2 separate regions of the Pan troglodytes genome follow, and region 2 is linked to region 1. Evidence: chromatin contacts called from public HiChIP or PLAC-seq data. All regions are on one chromosome and are shown on one strand. Each heading gives the region's core, a stretch centred on a gene start, on an enhancer-like site or on the middle of the called end of the contact. The rest is flanking DNA. Distances are from core to core; before and after follow the strand shown.

Evidence for each region. HiChIP or PLAC-seq counts read pairs in DNA pulled down with a chosen protein or histone mark.
Region 2: an H3K4me3 HiChIP or PLAC-seq map of stem cell-derived excitatory neurons shows a contact between it and region 1, with 4 times the contacts expected there. The contact joins the promoter of C16H16orf87 here to the promoter of VPS35 in region 1. A contact is called at or near these places in 1 of 7 Hi-C or Micro-C datasets (stem cell-derived neural progenitor cells) and 1 of 1 datasets of contacts at active chromatin or transcription factors (stem cell-derived excitatory neurons).

What each region holds. Positions count from the first base shown.
Region 1 is chr18:44,715,910-44,723,255 of NHGRI_mPanTro3-v2.0_pri, reverse strand. It overlaps VPS35 (VPS35 retromer complex component), which reads left to right and starts at 4,243. Exons shown (of 17, transcript XM_024349820.3): 1 at 4,243-4,412. It overlaps ORC6 (origin recognition complex subunit 6), which reads right to left and starts at 4,374. Exons shown (of 7, transcript XM_001161833.8): 1 at 3,998-4,374; 2 at 2,606-2,735; 3 at 1,179-1,342; 4 at 533-622. The coding sequence starts at 4,062.
Region 2 is chr18:44,857,004-44,864,349 of NHGRI_mPanTro3-v2.0_pri, reverse strand. It overlaps C16H16orf87 (chromosome 16 C16orf87 homolog), which reads left to right and starts at 3,330. Exons shown (of 4, transcript XM_016929787.4): 1 at 3,330-3,769. The coding sequence starts at 3,704.

The DNA.
Region 1 (7,346 bases), core at 2,994-5,493:
TTCAGCCTCCCGAGTAGATGAGAAGCCAGGACTGGAGGCATGCGCTGACACCCAGCTAATTTTTTTTTTTTTTTCTTAAGAGATTGGGGTCTTATTATGCTGTCTAGGCTAGTCTTGAACTCCTTGCCTCAAGCAGTCCTCCTGCCTCTGCCTCCCAGCGTTGGGATTACAGGCGGGAGCCACCACGCCTGGCCCAACCAGTACTTTTTAAAAAATATGAGCAGAAAAATCACATGTGAAGACTGTTTTAATGACAGATATCATCTCTTACAAAAGGCAGACTGAAATCAGAATTCCCAGCATATGTATACAGCTGCTATTTGGCTAGTGGAATTCTGGCAACACTAGTTCCAAGTTGTTAGCTACATTATGGGATAAACTGGGAATATAGTCACTTGGCCAATATTCCTAATATTATTTCTAGGGGAAAATATGCTCTGAATTGATATCAACTAAGTTAGAAGTATTCCTTGGGGATGAAAAACCCACTTGTAAATTGGTAACTTTTCTGAATGTTTAATGAAATACCTACTTGCATGCTGAAAGCAGTGCAGCAGAAGTGAAAAGTGGCCTGGATAAGTCAAGATCCACTTGCTGTGTCTGGGGAAGACTGGACTCATAGCTAAAGGAGAAGTTATTGCAGAATTATCTGTTAGAAAATATTATTTGAAAAGAGACTGAAAGTATCAACCAGAACTTACAAGCTTTTAAAATGGATATGTGTGCTGTCACTTAACATGAGTCATTTTTTTTAAGACTGAAAATTAACCAGAATAGGACAATGGATAATTTGTATCTATCAGTATAAATTTTCTAGTCCCCCCCCCCCCCCCGCCCGCCACCGCCGCCCCGCCCCAAGACGGAGTCTTGCTCTGTCATCCAGGCTGGAGTGCAGTGGTGCAATCTCGGCTCACTGCAACCTCCACCTCCTGGGTTCAAGCAATTCTCCTGCCACAGCCTCCCAAGTAGCTGGGATTACAGGTGCATGACACCATGCTCAGCTAATTTTTGTATTTTTAGTAGAAATGGGGTTTCACCATGTTGGCCAGGCTGGTCTTGAACTCCTGACCACATGATCCACCCAACTTGGCCTCCCAAAGTGCTGGGATTACAGGCGTGAACCACCACGCCCGGCCTATTGGTATACATTTTCAATTAAGGTTCTTTATGCCCCATACCTTTTTAGTATCTTTGAAGCCATGTTCACTGCTTCTGTACAGCTAAACTGTACAGCTAGGTCTCTTATTCCAATATTTGAATTCAGGCCCAGTAAACACTCAAAAGATTTAAGACAGCTCTGATATGTCTCCTTGTTCAAACCAGAAAGTTTAATTAAATAAGCCTGTGAAAGGAAAAACACATACACAAATCATAAAAACCTTAAGTTCTATATATTAGTACCCTTAAACACTTGTTTAATAAGCAGTATAACTTTTCAAAATTAATTTTGTGGCAAGTCACTCTACCTAAAGGTTTAGCTTCATTTAGTCAAAAAACTGGTAATCATGTCAGGCTGAGGAAGTACTGCTTTCAAAGAGTTCAAACTATGCAAAGGCAGGCAGTCATGCATATGCACAGATGATTTAAAATTATAACACAATATTAATATAGTCAAAATAGGCAGTAAAAAACCACAGGAAACACATAGATGGTTACTTGTGTTTATACAAAGGTGCTAACGTGTAATTTATTGGGAAAAGGAAGGAGAGAAGTAGCGGGAGTGGAGTAGGGGGCGGGGTGGTGTGTGTGTGTGAGAGAGAGAGAGAGAGAGAGTGTGTGTGTGTGTGTGCGCGCAGGAGAGAAAGAGGAAAAGGAAACTAGGAAAAGAAACAGGAGGATCCACTGTGGGAAACCAGCTCTGTCTGGGAGACTTAAGGAAAGTTTCAATGTAACAATAAGGCAAGGTCATGTAAGACAAATAGGAGTTTGCCAGAAGAGCATTGCAGGAAAAAAACAAGGTATTGCATTTTCAAAGCCACAAATCATTGACGTGCAGAGTCTGTTAAGTGAATACTGCAGCTTGAGGCCAGGATTCAAGAGAGGCTGGAGAGTTTGATGGTCATCAACAAAGCTTTGTTTTTAGTATTACCATTTAATGAGTGTATCGTTATGACACAGGTGCTGTGTTAATGGTGTTATGTACATTTAATCCTCATAATAATCCAGCGAAATTGGATATTTTATCTTCACTTTATGGATGAGGACACTGGAGGCTAACAGAGGTAGCTAGTGTGGAGATTTGATCTCAACATGCAACTCCTCCTGACTGATCCCAAAGCTTGTTCTCTCAAACACTGTGACATTGGAAGAAAAGCATAGGGGTTTGGAAATACGTGCTTTAAAAGGAGGGTAATGCTAGCAGCAATGTGGAAGATGGCATCTAGCCGAGAAAGAGGTGGTCAGGGAAAACAGTGAAGAGTAAAGAAAACATGGCAAAAAAATATTTTCCAATGCAAAATGATTCTACAGTATTTCCAGAAAAACACACAAGAATACCCAGGACAATTCTAAAACAAGAGTTTTTACTAGGGTTTAGTTCAACCAAAAGTTAAAAGAGCTTCAATGTTGCACTGGATTATTCAGACATTCGGTGGGACCTACTTACCCTGTCCAAGGGGCACTTCATCCAGGAAGCTGCAAGGTCCAGGCACATGACTGCACTGCTGGTCTCCGTGGTGCGTGCGGAGAGGCCGACACACTTCACCCGGGACAGGCGCAAGTACTCCTCTGCTTTCCTGGTTAAAAGGGCAGTGTGTTCGCTACAACTTATTCAGAAGTTTGCTCAACACGTTGGTAAACAATGAATACAGCCTGGTTAGCTTCACACTAAGCCTAACTCCTGTGGCTCGTTTATCTGGGGCTGGGAATGAAGGTCATATCCTCTGGTGAGAGGAAGACAGAACCAGCACTGCCTCCAAACATCACTGTGCTCAAATGCTTTCAGGCAAAAGGAAGTTAAATTTTGACCAAAAAATTACCCTTCTTTCCTCCTTCCATTACTGGAACAAGCATGAACTATCAGAGACAGGCAGGTTAGACCAGGGTTCCTCCTTTCCTCCTATTTCCTTTAAATCAGTAGTTCTTAAGCTTAATTGTAGGCGAAAATCACCTTGAGGACTTGCAAATTACTGGGTCCCAGGCCGAGTTACTGATCAGCAGGCTTGAGGTGGGACCCAAGAATTTGTATTTCTAACAAGTGACAAGATGATATGGCTGTTGCTGGTCCAGGAACCACATTTTGAGAACCACTGTTCTAAATGACTACCGAGTCCTGCAGGTTTGTCTTCAGATCTTTTAAGTGCTGTTTTCCTTGCCTTCCCTCGCCTGACTGCTCCACGTTTTAGCTACAATGGCTTTATTTCGAACCCCGGATCCCGCTTCCCATCTCAAGGCTTTTACAGGAGCTGTCGCCCCTGCCTGGGCTGCTCTTGCCATATCTTTCCTCGCCTAGCATCTGCCATCAATCCGGCCTCAGCGGGAACGGCGCCTGCTTTTCCGAGTTTTGTTTGTTTCTTTGTGTTAAAGGCAGCCGCTAGGCCGCGCTCCACCCCAAGCCCAGTGGCTGGCCGCGCTCCACCTCAAGCCCAGTGGCTCTGGCGCATTGCCCGGTTAAGGTCTACACAGTCCTCGCCCTTACAGACAGCGGGGTCTGCGCCTCGTTGTCGGGTTCGCCGCTATAAACCCGACTGCAGTAGGCGTTGGCGGAATGAACGGAAAGTTCTCCCTGGCTCATTTTTTTGCCACCGTGTGCCACCCACGGACAGGGCTGGCTGTTCCCAGGGACGTGTGCCATCGCCGTTTGCTATCGCCCTTCTTGCCATCTCATTCAAGCTCACGGCCGAGAAGTTTTTCTTGAAGTAGGCCCTAAACCCCGCCCGGCCCCAGCGCTCCCCGTCACTCCCCCGCCGCCCGTCGCCTGGGAAGGGCGCGGACCTCACCTGAGGGCCCAGGGCCGCGAGGCGGAAGCCCAGCCCTGGCCTTGCGCGGCCGAACTCACCTCAGCATGTCGGGCTCGGCGAGGCCCAGGCGCGGGGCTAGGCGCCCGATCAGCTCCGACCCCATGGCGCCGGCACTAAATCGAACAACTCCCGTGAACGCCGCGGGTCAACGAAACCCGCGCGCAAAGGCTGCACCGGCCAGTGAGAGCCAGGCCCCACCCCCGGCGCATCTGGATTGGTTAGGACAGGACGTTGAGACCGTCCCACAAACCAATCAGGGTCTTCCTTTTGCGCATGCGCATCAATAGCGCACTCGCCAACGCAGATGCGGTGAACGTGGACTTGTCGTCTCCCCCTCCTTCCATTCCTTCTTGACAAACTCATCACACACTGCCTTTCCCTCCTGTTGTCTCCTGCCTGCCGCCGGGCGATCCCCACTGCCCTGCACTGCTCCGCCCACTCTCGCACGCTGTGGTGAGACTGGCTGGCGCTCAGCTCCGTCCATCTAGCGTTAAGTGACAGGGCCAATAAGCACGCGAGACTCGGGTTCCTAGAAGTAGGCCAATCAATGAGCCGCCTGTAGGGCCCGGGGGCGGGGCTAGGGAGGGCGGGGCTTGGAGGGGCCGCAGCGTCACATGACCGCGGGAGGCTACGCGCGGGGCGGGTGCTGCTTGCTGCAGGCTCTGGGGAGTCGCCATGGTGAGTGCTGAGGGGGCAGTGGCACCTCGGTCGACCTTCCTTGTAGCCCCTGCTCTCTCCCACCGCCCCGCACTCCAGCGAGTGGAGAAGGGGCCCCACAGACCGTTCGGGATTAAGACCAGCCCGATTTGGCCTGCGGGATAGGGGACAGCAGGAGGAAGGCCGCGGGCAGGCTGATCCGGGCCGGGGTGGGCGGCGGCTCTTGGCTGCGGCCGTTGCTGAGAGACGGGGCGGCCTCTCTGTGGGGTTGACTTGGCATGTAGGCTTTGGGGTCCATGAAGGCCTGCGGCCTCCTTTAAGTGGAATCGGTCACCTGCCTACCACGAGGGGACCGGTAGTCCTAGGTCTGAGCGTCTGGCCCCCGGGGCGCGTGGAGGCCTTGAGACTCGGAGGTGGCGCCGGGACCCGCCCAGATGTTGCGTTTCTACCTTTGTGCCTAGTTGTGCTCGGCCGTCCCCACGCCCTCCTGGAGGGGTCGCAGTGGTTCCTTGGCCTTTCTTGGCCTCATACCCGCCTTCGGCTGCAGTGTTTGTCAGCGAGTTCTGGGGACCTGCTTACATGAATTTCCTGGAAGGACTCAGGCTGTCTTCTAATCCTGACGGTCGCAAAGGAGACTGATTGTTTACTTTAGCATTTGTGCATTGGGCGCACCTTGCCTCTTTTGTCTCGCCATTGATGAAATCCAAGTATTTGACTTGCTGGAAGCAGTACTTCTCCTTAGGGCCCGTCTATGACGGCAGCAAATCGTGGTGTGGCTGTTGGCCGGTAAACTTGAACTTCCTCAAAATGTGAATCTTTGTGTCTGGTTCCCACAAAGGCAAGTTGTCACTTGCATTTTATTAGCGTTTAACATAGCCTGCACTGTGTAAATAAATTTTTTGAGTATATACTGTATGTCCGCTTTAATTACCTTACTCACTCTGTGTAGATAGGCTTCTGTAAATCTGTGAGCCTGGAAACAGATTTCACTTTAAATGTCTTAATGCCAGAAAGGATTAAGTGTTTTACAAATACTATTTTCATATAACATGTTGCCGTACAAGGTGATTTTGCCGGTTTCTCAGGATTTTTATAATTGGGAATTGATACAAGACCGGCGCAAAATTTAACTTTAGGATTTGTGTGTTTCCAGCGTTTATGGATTGACATTTATATTGTTTTGTAATGGAAAACACTTAATTGAGGATGTATTACACACTCCGATTCTTTGTTGGGTGAACCAGTTGGGAGCAATCAGCCAGACACACAGTCTTGTCCTCATGAATTTTATTGGGAAAGGAAACTTGAGTATTCGTTCTTTCACAGTCACTGTCTATAATTTAGGCAGCTCGCTTAGTCTTCTTGGTGTCGCACTTTTGCATCCGAAAGCAAGTGTTGGCGGCCCCTTTGGCCCTTCCCAGCCCTAAAATTCCAGAATCCACTTCAATTCATCAAACATCTTGTGTGCCTTCAGTGTCACGGACTGTGGCCCTGGGTACCAGTGTCGAACTTAAGAGGCTACTGGGGGAGACACGCTTGTAGAACTTAACTGTAATACAGTGTGTGGATTGCTTTACTAACATTGTCAACTCAGTGCTTTGGGGTCATGGAGGGATAGTTTTGCCTGGGGATTTTGGGAAGGACTACAGGAAGTAACGTGAACTGAGACTATAAAGAGGGTGGAAAGAAATTCTCCAGGTGGAAAGAAAAGGTATTGCTAATAGATGAAGCCAAAACGTTCAGTGTGCTCCATCAGAGGATTCTTGGGGATATGTATTGGAAATGAAGTTAGAGCCGTTTGGTGTTCAAATTATATTTTGAAGTTGTCATGCCCTCATCATCCTTATTTCTCTCTACTTCAGTTGTCAATGTATGCCATGTCATCATTTTTAAAATAGTTCTTTCATTAACGTGATATTCTGTACCTTTGTTTGAAGAAATGAGTGTTACATTTGGTTTACATTGTACTGTCAGATTACATCTACAGCATATGAGCAGGGAGGTTGAACCACAATAGGTTTCTAACATAAGTGGAGATAATTATTTGTATCTAAACTGAATAATGATTATAGCACTTATTAAGTGCTTATTGCTAAGTAGTAGGCACGTTTTGAGCTTTGGTTTCATTTGTTCTTCATAACAGTGGTGTACTCATCTCTGTTTCATAGAAGAGGAAAGAAAAGCACATTGTTTGAGTGGAGAGTAGTTTTCCAAGTGATCAGTTCATGATCTTTGCTTTGCTCTGCACATTAGAACCGTAGACTTGAGAGGGCTGTTTGTGGGTCTCAAGCTAAAATGGGACTAATCACAAATGTTAATTTGATTCCCATTCTGTAGGGTTTCCATTTTCTTCTGATTCATGTAGCTGTGAAGTACGGTCATTTACAAATGGAAAACCACTTTCATGATTGAGGAAACATTGGTTAATTGGCTTGTGTTTAATGATAGCGTGCTCATATTATAACTGTTAAGGCTCTATGTGACACTTCATAGTAAGGCATCAAGAATAGCCCTTATAATAGCTGTTGCTAGCATAACTACACTGTTTTATGAGTAATATATAAAAATAGATTGCTTTACTATAGCTTTATATCTTCACTTGTAGCTTACTTTGTAATGTCATATTCTGTAATCTTCAACATTTTGTATTTACATTTCTATTTTAAGCTGAGTTGAGACAAAATAGAAGAATTTTCCTAAAATTGCATTCTTTTGTTTATACATCTCTAA
Region 2 (7,346 bases), core at 2,081-4,580, 140 kb before region 1:
AAATGATGAGAATGAAAAACAGCAGTACTACTGATATGAAGAAAGTTTTAGTAGTCTGGATAAAAGATCATAATAGCCACAACAATCCCTTAAGTCAAAGCCTAATCCAGATCAAGTCCTTAACTCTCTTCAATTCTACAGAAGACTACAGAAGAAAAGTTTGAAGCTAGCAGAGGTTGGTTCTTGAGGTTTAAAGAAAGAAGGCAACTCGGCCAGGTTCAGTGGCTCACACCTGTAATCCTAGCACTTTGGGAGGCCAAGGAGGGCAGATCACCTGAGGTCAGGAGTTTGAGACCAGCCTGGCCAATATGGTGAAACCCCATCTCTACTAAAAACACAAAAATTAGCCAGGCATGGTGGTGGGTGCCTGTAATCCCAGCTACTGGGGAGGCTGAGGCAGGAGAATTGCTTGAACTCGTCCGGGAGGTGGGTGGAGGTTGCAGTGAGCGAAGATCATGCCACTTCACTCCAGCCTGGGTGAAAGAGCGAGACTCCGTCATAAAGAAAAAAAAGAAAAAGAAAAAAAAGAAAGAAGCCATTTCCATAATGTAAAAGTACAAGGTGGGAAGCAAGTGCTGATGTAGAAGCTGCAGCAAGTTATCCAAAAGATCTAGCTAATTTTATTAGTAAAGGTGGCTACATTGAAGAACAAATTTTCATTGTAGGCAAAACAGCCTTTTACTGGAAGAATATGCTACCTAAGACTTTCATAGCTAGAGAGAAGAAGGCAATCAAGGCCTGGCTTCAAACCTTCAATGGAGAGGCTCACTGTCTTGTTAGGGGCAAGTGCAGCTGATGACTTTAAGTTGAAGTCAGTGCTCATATACCATTCCCCAAATCCTAGGGCCCTTAAGGAACATATTAAACCTACTCTCCCTATACTCTATAAATGGAATAACAAAGTCTGGATGACAGCAAATCTGTCATGGTCTACTAAATATTTCAAGCCCCCTGTTGAGACCTACTGCTTGGAAAAAAAGATTCTTTTCAAAATATTATTACTCATTGACAATGCACCTGGTTACCTAAGGGCTCTGATGGAGGTTTAAGAAATTAATGTTATTTTCATGCCTGCTAATCCATTCTGTAACCTATGGATTAAGGAGTAATTTCGACTTTCAAGTCTTATTATTTCAGAAATACATTTTGTAAGGCTATTGCTGCCATAGATAGCAATTCCTCTGATGGATCTGGGCAAAGTCAATTGAAAACCTTCTGGAAATGATTTACCATTTTAGATAGTACTAAGAACATTCATGACTCATGGAAGCAAGTCAAAATATAAACATTAACAGGAGCTTGGGAGGAGTTGATTACAATCCTCATGGATGACTTTGAGGGGTTCAAGACTTCAGTGGAGGATGTAATTGCAAATGCGGGACACACAGCAGGGTCTCACTCTGTTGTCCAGGCTGGAGTGCAGTGGCACGATTGTGGTTCACTACAGCCTCGACCTCCTGGGCTCAAGCATTCCTCCCACCTCAGCCTCCCAAGTAGCTGGGACTACAGGTGCACATCATGCCCAGCTAAGATTTGTATTTTTTTGTGAAGATGAGGTTTCACTATGTTGCCCAGGTTGGTCTCGAACTCTTGAGCTCAAGCAATCCTCCTGTCTCAGCCTCCCAAAGTGCTGGGATTAATGTTGCAATCTCATGATAAAACTTGAACAGATGAGGAGTTACTTCTTACGAAGGAGCAAAGAAAGTGGTTTTTTGAGATGGAATCTCCTGGGGAAGATTCTGTGAACATAGTGGAATGGCAACAAAGGATTTAGAATATTACATAAATATTAGTTGATAAAGCAGTGGCAGGGTTTGAGAAGATTAACTCCTTTTTTTTTTTTTTTTTGAGACAGGGATTTTCTCTGTCACCCAGGCTGAAGTGCAATGGCGCAATCATGGTTCACTGCAGCCTTGACCTCCTGGGCTCAGTGGATCCTCCAACTCAACCTCTTGAGTAGCTGGGACTACAGGCATACGCTGTCACCACATGGCTATTTTTAAATTTTTTGTGGAGACGGGTTTCACCATTTTGCCCAGGAATTTTAGCCCAATTTTAACATCAACGTGTGTACACTGTTTTTTAGACATAATGCTATTGTACTTTTAATATATTACAGTATAGTGGAAACATGTTTATTATATACACTGGGAAACAACAACAAAAAATTGAGTGTGGCTCTCTTTTTTGCAATGGCCTGGAACTGAACCCCCAGTCCCTCCAAGGTATGCCTGTAAATGGACCAAACAGGAAGCAATCTCGTGGGTTTCATATTAAAAGCTTTAAACATTTATATACCTGTTATTTATACAAAGTGTGCTTACAGGCATTTACTATGTAAAATTGTAACTCATAACTTTCCTTTAGTTAACAATTGTAGAATAAAAAGTTATCAGTGGAATAGCCAGTCTCTGTAATAAATGCATATTGGTAAATTTTCTCTGAGCCAAGTGTACAGTTTGTAAATTTTCTTTCTGTTATGTTTGTTCTGATTGTTTATTAAGTATAACTTTGGGTCTGTCAAATTAAATATTTAAAAGTAAGCTTACGTTTTGCATAGTTGTTTTTAAATTTCACTTTTTCTTTCTTTTTCTTTTTTTTGAGACGGAGTCTCGCTCTGTCGCCCAGGCTGGAGTGCAGTGGCCACAATCTCGGCTCATTGAAGCCTCAATCTCATAGGCTCAAGCGATCCTCCCACCTCAGCCTCTCTACTAGCTAGGACTCCAGGCATGGGCCACCACGCTCAGCTAATTTTTAAAAATCTTTTACTTTTTGTAGAGATGGGGGTCTCGCTATGTTGCCCAGGGTGGTCTGGAACACCTGGGCTCAAGAGATCCGCCCTCCTCGGCTTCCCAAAGTGCTGAGATTACAGGCGTGAGCCATTGCGCCCAGCCTCGAATAATTTAATTTTAATGTTAATTTAGTAAGTATCAGTCACGGACAGATTGGAAAAAGAAAAACATCTGATCCCTCATCTTGATAGTGAGTAGCACTGGTTTACACAGCAAGGCTGCTCCTTGAAGGCTGACACTGCATTTTATTCAAATTTTCCTGACAGTGGGACTTAGGCAATTATATATTGAATAAATAAATGAATTTTCACTCCGCTGCTGGGTCCAGTGGTCTCATAAAATGTCTATCATAATTTCTCAATGATTAGCCTTGGTAACATCTACTTAAGTTTATTAAATGCCAGGATCCACGCTACGCCCTTCACCATTCATTCCCCAGCCTTCGCTCCCACGGTCTCTGTGGGGATGGGGCGTGCCCAGCACTACGGCCCGCCCTACCTATGCATTCGTTGGTCGAACTCGACGCCCGTTACTGCCGAGTCCCGCCCAGGCCTTGCCCCCTCGCAGTCGGCCAGGCCGAGAGGAGGCGTGGCCACTGCCGCGCCGGGGCGGTCTGGCGGAGGCGGGGGAAGGTCTCCCCTCGTCTCGTGATACTCTGGGCGAGCTCGCGGGCGGGCTGTGGGTCGCGAGCCGCCGTGGGAGCGCGTGTCGCGGTCCCCAGGAGCCGCCGGCCGACGCTCCGCCCCGCCCCCTTGGCGCGCAGGTCCCGCGCGAGCTCGCGCACGCGCGCGCGCGCACCCGCCAGAGGCTTGTTTGAGGCCCGCGGGGACTGGGCGGGCGGAGGCCGGGCTGCCGAAGTGTGAGGGGAGGAGCTCGAGCCGTCGCTGCTGCCGCCGCTAAGGGAGAGGAGCATGTCTGCAACTCGAGCCAAGAAAGTGAAGATGGCCACCAAATCATGCCCCGAGTGCGACCAACAGGTGGGTGCCGGGGGCCGGGCGCGCGGGCGGGCGGCAGTGGCTTGGCGGCCGTTGTCTGTGGAGGGGGCCTCGCCGGGCTCCCGGAGGCCGAGCGGTGGGCAGATCCTGGGGCCCGCCGGCGGCGGCGGGGGTCCGGGGCCGGTCGGGCTGCACCGAGGGGTTTCCCGGGAAAAGCCCGGGGCCGTGGCCCGCCAGCGTCCACCTGGCGGCGGCCAGACGGCCAAGCCCCTTCTTGATGTGTCCCGGCCACTGGAGGAGCGCGCCTTTGGTGGGCTCACCGGGCGGCTGTCTGGAGCCCCAGACTCTCCTCGCCGGCGGCGGTGACAGCGGTGGGAGCCTGCGGGCCGCAGCCCCGGCGAGAGTGCGCCGCACGCCCGCCTCCGAGGCCAGGCCCTGGCTCCGAGAGCCCCTCCTGCGGCCGGGGCGGCTTTGTTCCCGGTTCCGACGGGTGCGGGGCTTCCCCAAAACGGCCCCTCCGCGACCGGGGCGGGCGCCTGAGTGGGACAAAGGGGGCCGCGTGTAATGATTTTGAGTTTCGGCGAATTTGGAGATTTTTTCCCCTTCCTCATGTATTTATTATATTTTTGCTGTGCAATCGCGAATCCTGCCTTTACATCGTTGTTAATGGGTCATGATTGAATAAAGCCCCTGTTTAAGCCCTTCCTCCTTTTTGGGCGCTCCTTACTTCCCCACCCCTCGCAGTATCCACTGTTAACAAATTTGGCCTGTCTGCTTCCAGATCTGTATACCTGTCTGTCTGAATGTCTCTCTCTCTCTCTCTCTCTCTCTCTCTCTGTCTCTCTGTCTCTATCTCTCTATCTCGTTTCTTGAATTTGAAACGATTCCTTTCTACATTGAGTTCATGGTGTAATAGTTGTAATTTAAAACATCTCATTTCAGTGATCGCTGTGTTGAAGCGTGTCTCAATTCTTTACTGGAATAATAGACATTCCTTTAAGCCTTAACATCTAATGAGTTAAAACTACTTCAGTTGAAACCATTCGTAAGGCCCTCGTTTGTTACCAACATGTAGATCTGGGTGTGTTTTTTCCTTTTCCACTGAGTGGATTTTTAAAAAATGACTACCTTTCTCTCCTCCCCTCCCCCCACCGCCTTTTTTTTTTTTTTTTAATCAAGAGTAATTTGAAATGGCTGGAGACTTTTTAATAAGCTGATTTTAGTGCATTTTTCAAGGAGAATTCTTGTAGGTTTTTCAAATCTTTTAACAGAAAACATGTTACATGTTTTATTAAGTATCCTTTATGGGCTGTAGTAAAAATGCTTATCAGAAAAAGGTTGTGCAAGAAATACAGTGTAGGAGCTATACCAGTATGCAGTATAAAAACAGTTTAGTCATGTTTTCCAAAGAGTTACTTTCATTCTTACTACTGAACTAAATTTGTTAAATTTTGACAAAACTGGACTTTGCAATATGACTCTTTGCGGGAGATTATTTCAGTGTTTAAATCATTTCCAATTATTGCAGTTAATTGTGTAGAAGTGTAAGGTTTACATGGTATGCGTTATGCATTCCAATTTCTGTAAGGCACAAGTATTTGCAAATCCTGACTTTGTTCTAATTGGCATAAAGCAACCTTTTGGGAAAAATAGCCACTTTTTATGGCTATTTTTATATAAAAGAGCAAAGGATAATAAACTTATAGGAGTTTCTGAAAAACTGTTCAACAAAACAAGATCAGCGTTTTATTTGGAAAGATCACATTCATTTTGTTATACACCCCCTCCCCCATATTTATTCTTTCATATAAAATCAGCTTACCCAGCTTTGGCTGCCATAACAAAAGCATGATTATGTTCTGGTGAGGGCTCTCTTCTTGGCTTGCAGATGGCTGTCTTCTTGGTGTCCTCACATGGCAGAAAGAGGGTCAAGCTCTCTCCCTTTTCTTAAAAGGTCCCTAATCACATCATGAGGGCACCACGCTCATGACTTAATTTAAACCTAATTCTCTCTCAAATGGCCCATCTCCAAATACCATCACATTGCGGTTAAGGCTTCAATATATGAATCTGGATGTCGAGGGGTGCATAATTCCACCCATAGCAAACTAGTACATAATTTAATGAGTTGGTTTGTTTTGTCCTTTATTCCAAATACTTAAGTGAATATAACATACATAAGGACTAATTAAAACTTCTGGTGATATGAACCTGATGTGAAAAAATAATGGATTAATTTTAGCTTTCTCATTATTTAAAAGTACTAGCTTCTTTTAGTTATAAGCCAGAATATGATTATAATCCAGAAAGCCATTTTCTAAACATTAGAATACTGCTATGATTCTAAGTTGCCTAAAAAAAATTAAATTCGAATTTAGGTATAGTTTATAAACATAAATGTAAAATCTTTAAATTTGAGATTTCCCAGTTGATTAGATTTACTTATGTGTGTGTGTAAGTTTGAAAAATGGGTACAGAGATCAGCAAAGAAGAAAAAGCTAGATTTTCAACTGCTTTGTAACATCTCCTTTGCAGGCTTCTATTGAACATATCATTCTAAAACATCTTAAACCACAGTGCTTTTCATTTTCAAGGGGTTTCATATCCATCAATCACTCAAAATTACTGAGCCATTTTGTGTGCATCAGTGCTCAAGATTCTTGTCAGTTTTCTGGTATCTTTTGTGTATGCTTCTGTTTTTGCCTTCATTTTTAAAAAAAATAGAGCAGCTTTTTTTAAATTTAAAGGACATTTTATGTGATGTATATAAAATATGTCTGGTATAAGTTCCTTTGGTTCTTTCAGTAGTAAAGAATATAAATGAGTTTTCTGTAATGTAATTATTTTGGAGCTTTTAAAAAATCAGTTAAATGGCTGTGTGCAGTGGCTCACACCTGTAATCCCAGTACTTTGGGAGGCCGAGGCAGGTGGATCACGAGGTCAGAAGTTCCAGACCATCCTGGCTAACACGGTGAAACCCTGTCTCTACTAAAAAATTAGCTGGGTGTGGTGGCATGCACCTGTAGTTCCAGCTACTCGGGAGGCTGAGGCAGGAGAATTGATTGAACCCGGGAGGCAGAGGTTGCAGTGAGCCGAGATCGCACCACTGTACTCCAGCCTGGGCGACAGAGACTCCGTCTCAAAAAAAAAAAAAGTAAAAAAATCAGTGAAACACTATAGGACCAGAATTTTTTTTTTTTTTTCAGATTTAAAAAATCCAGGCTGGGCATGGTGGCTCACACCTTGTAATCCCAGCACTTTGGAAGGCCGAGGTGGGTGGATCACCTGAGGTCAGGAGTTCGAGACCAGCCTGGCCAACATGGTGAAACCCCATCTCTACTAAAAATACAAAAATTATCCGGGCGTGGTGACAGGCACCTGTAATCCCAGCTACACAGGAGGCTAAGGAAGGAGAATCACTTGAATCTGGGAGGCAGAGGTTGCAGTGAGCCAAGATCGCGCCATTGCACTCCAGCCTGGCGGACGAGTGAGACTTCGTCTCAAAAAAAAAAGATAAATAAATAAATAAAAAATCCGTTTTACTTATAAAACATACAAACAACCTAAATCTTTTTTTAAAAAAGTGAATTAATGCCCAGTAAACTATCAGTAAACAATA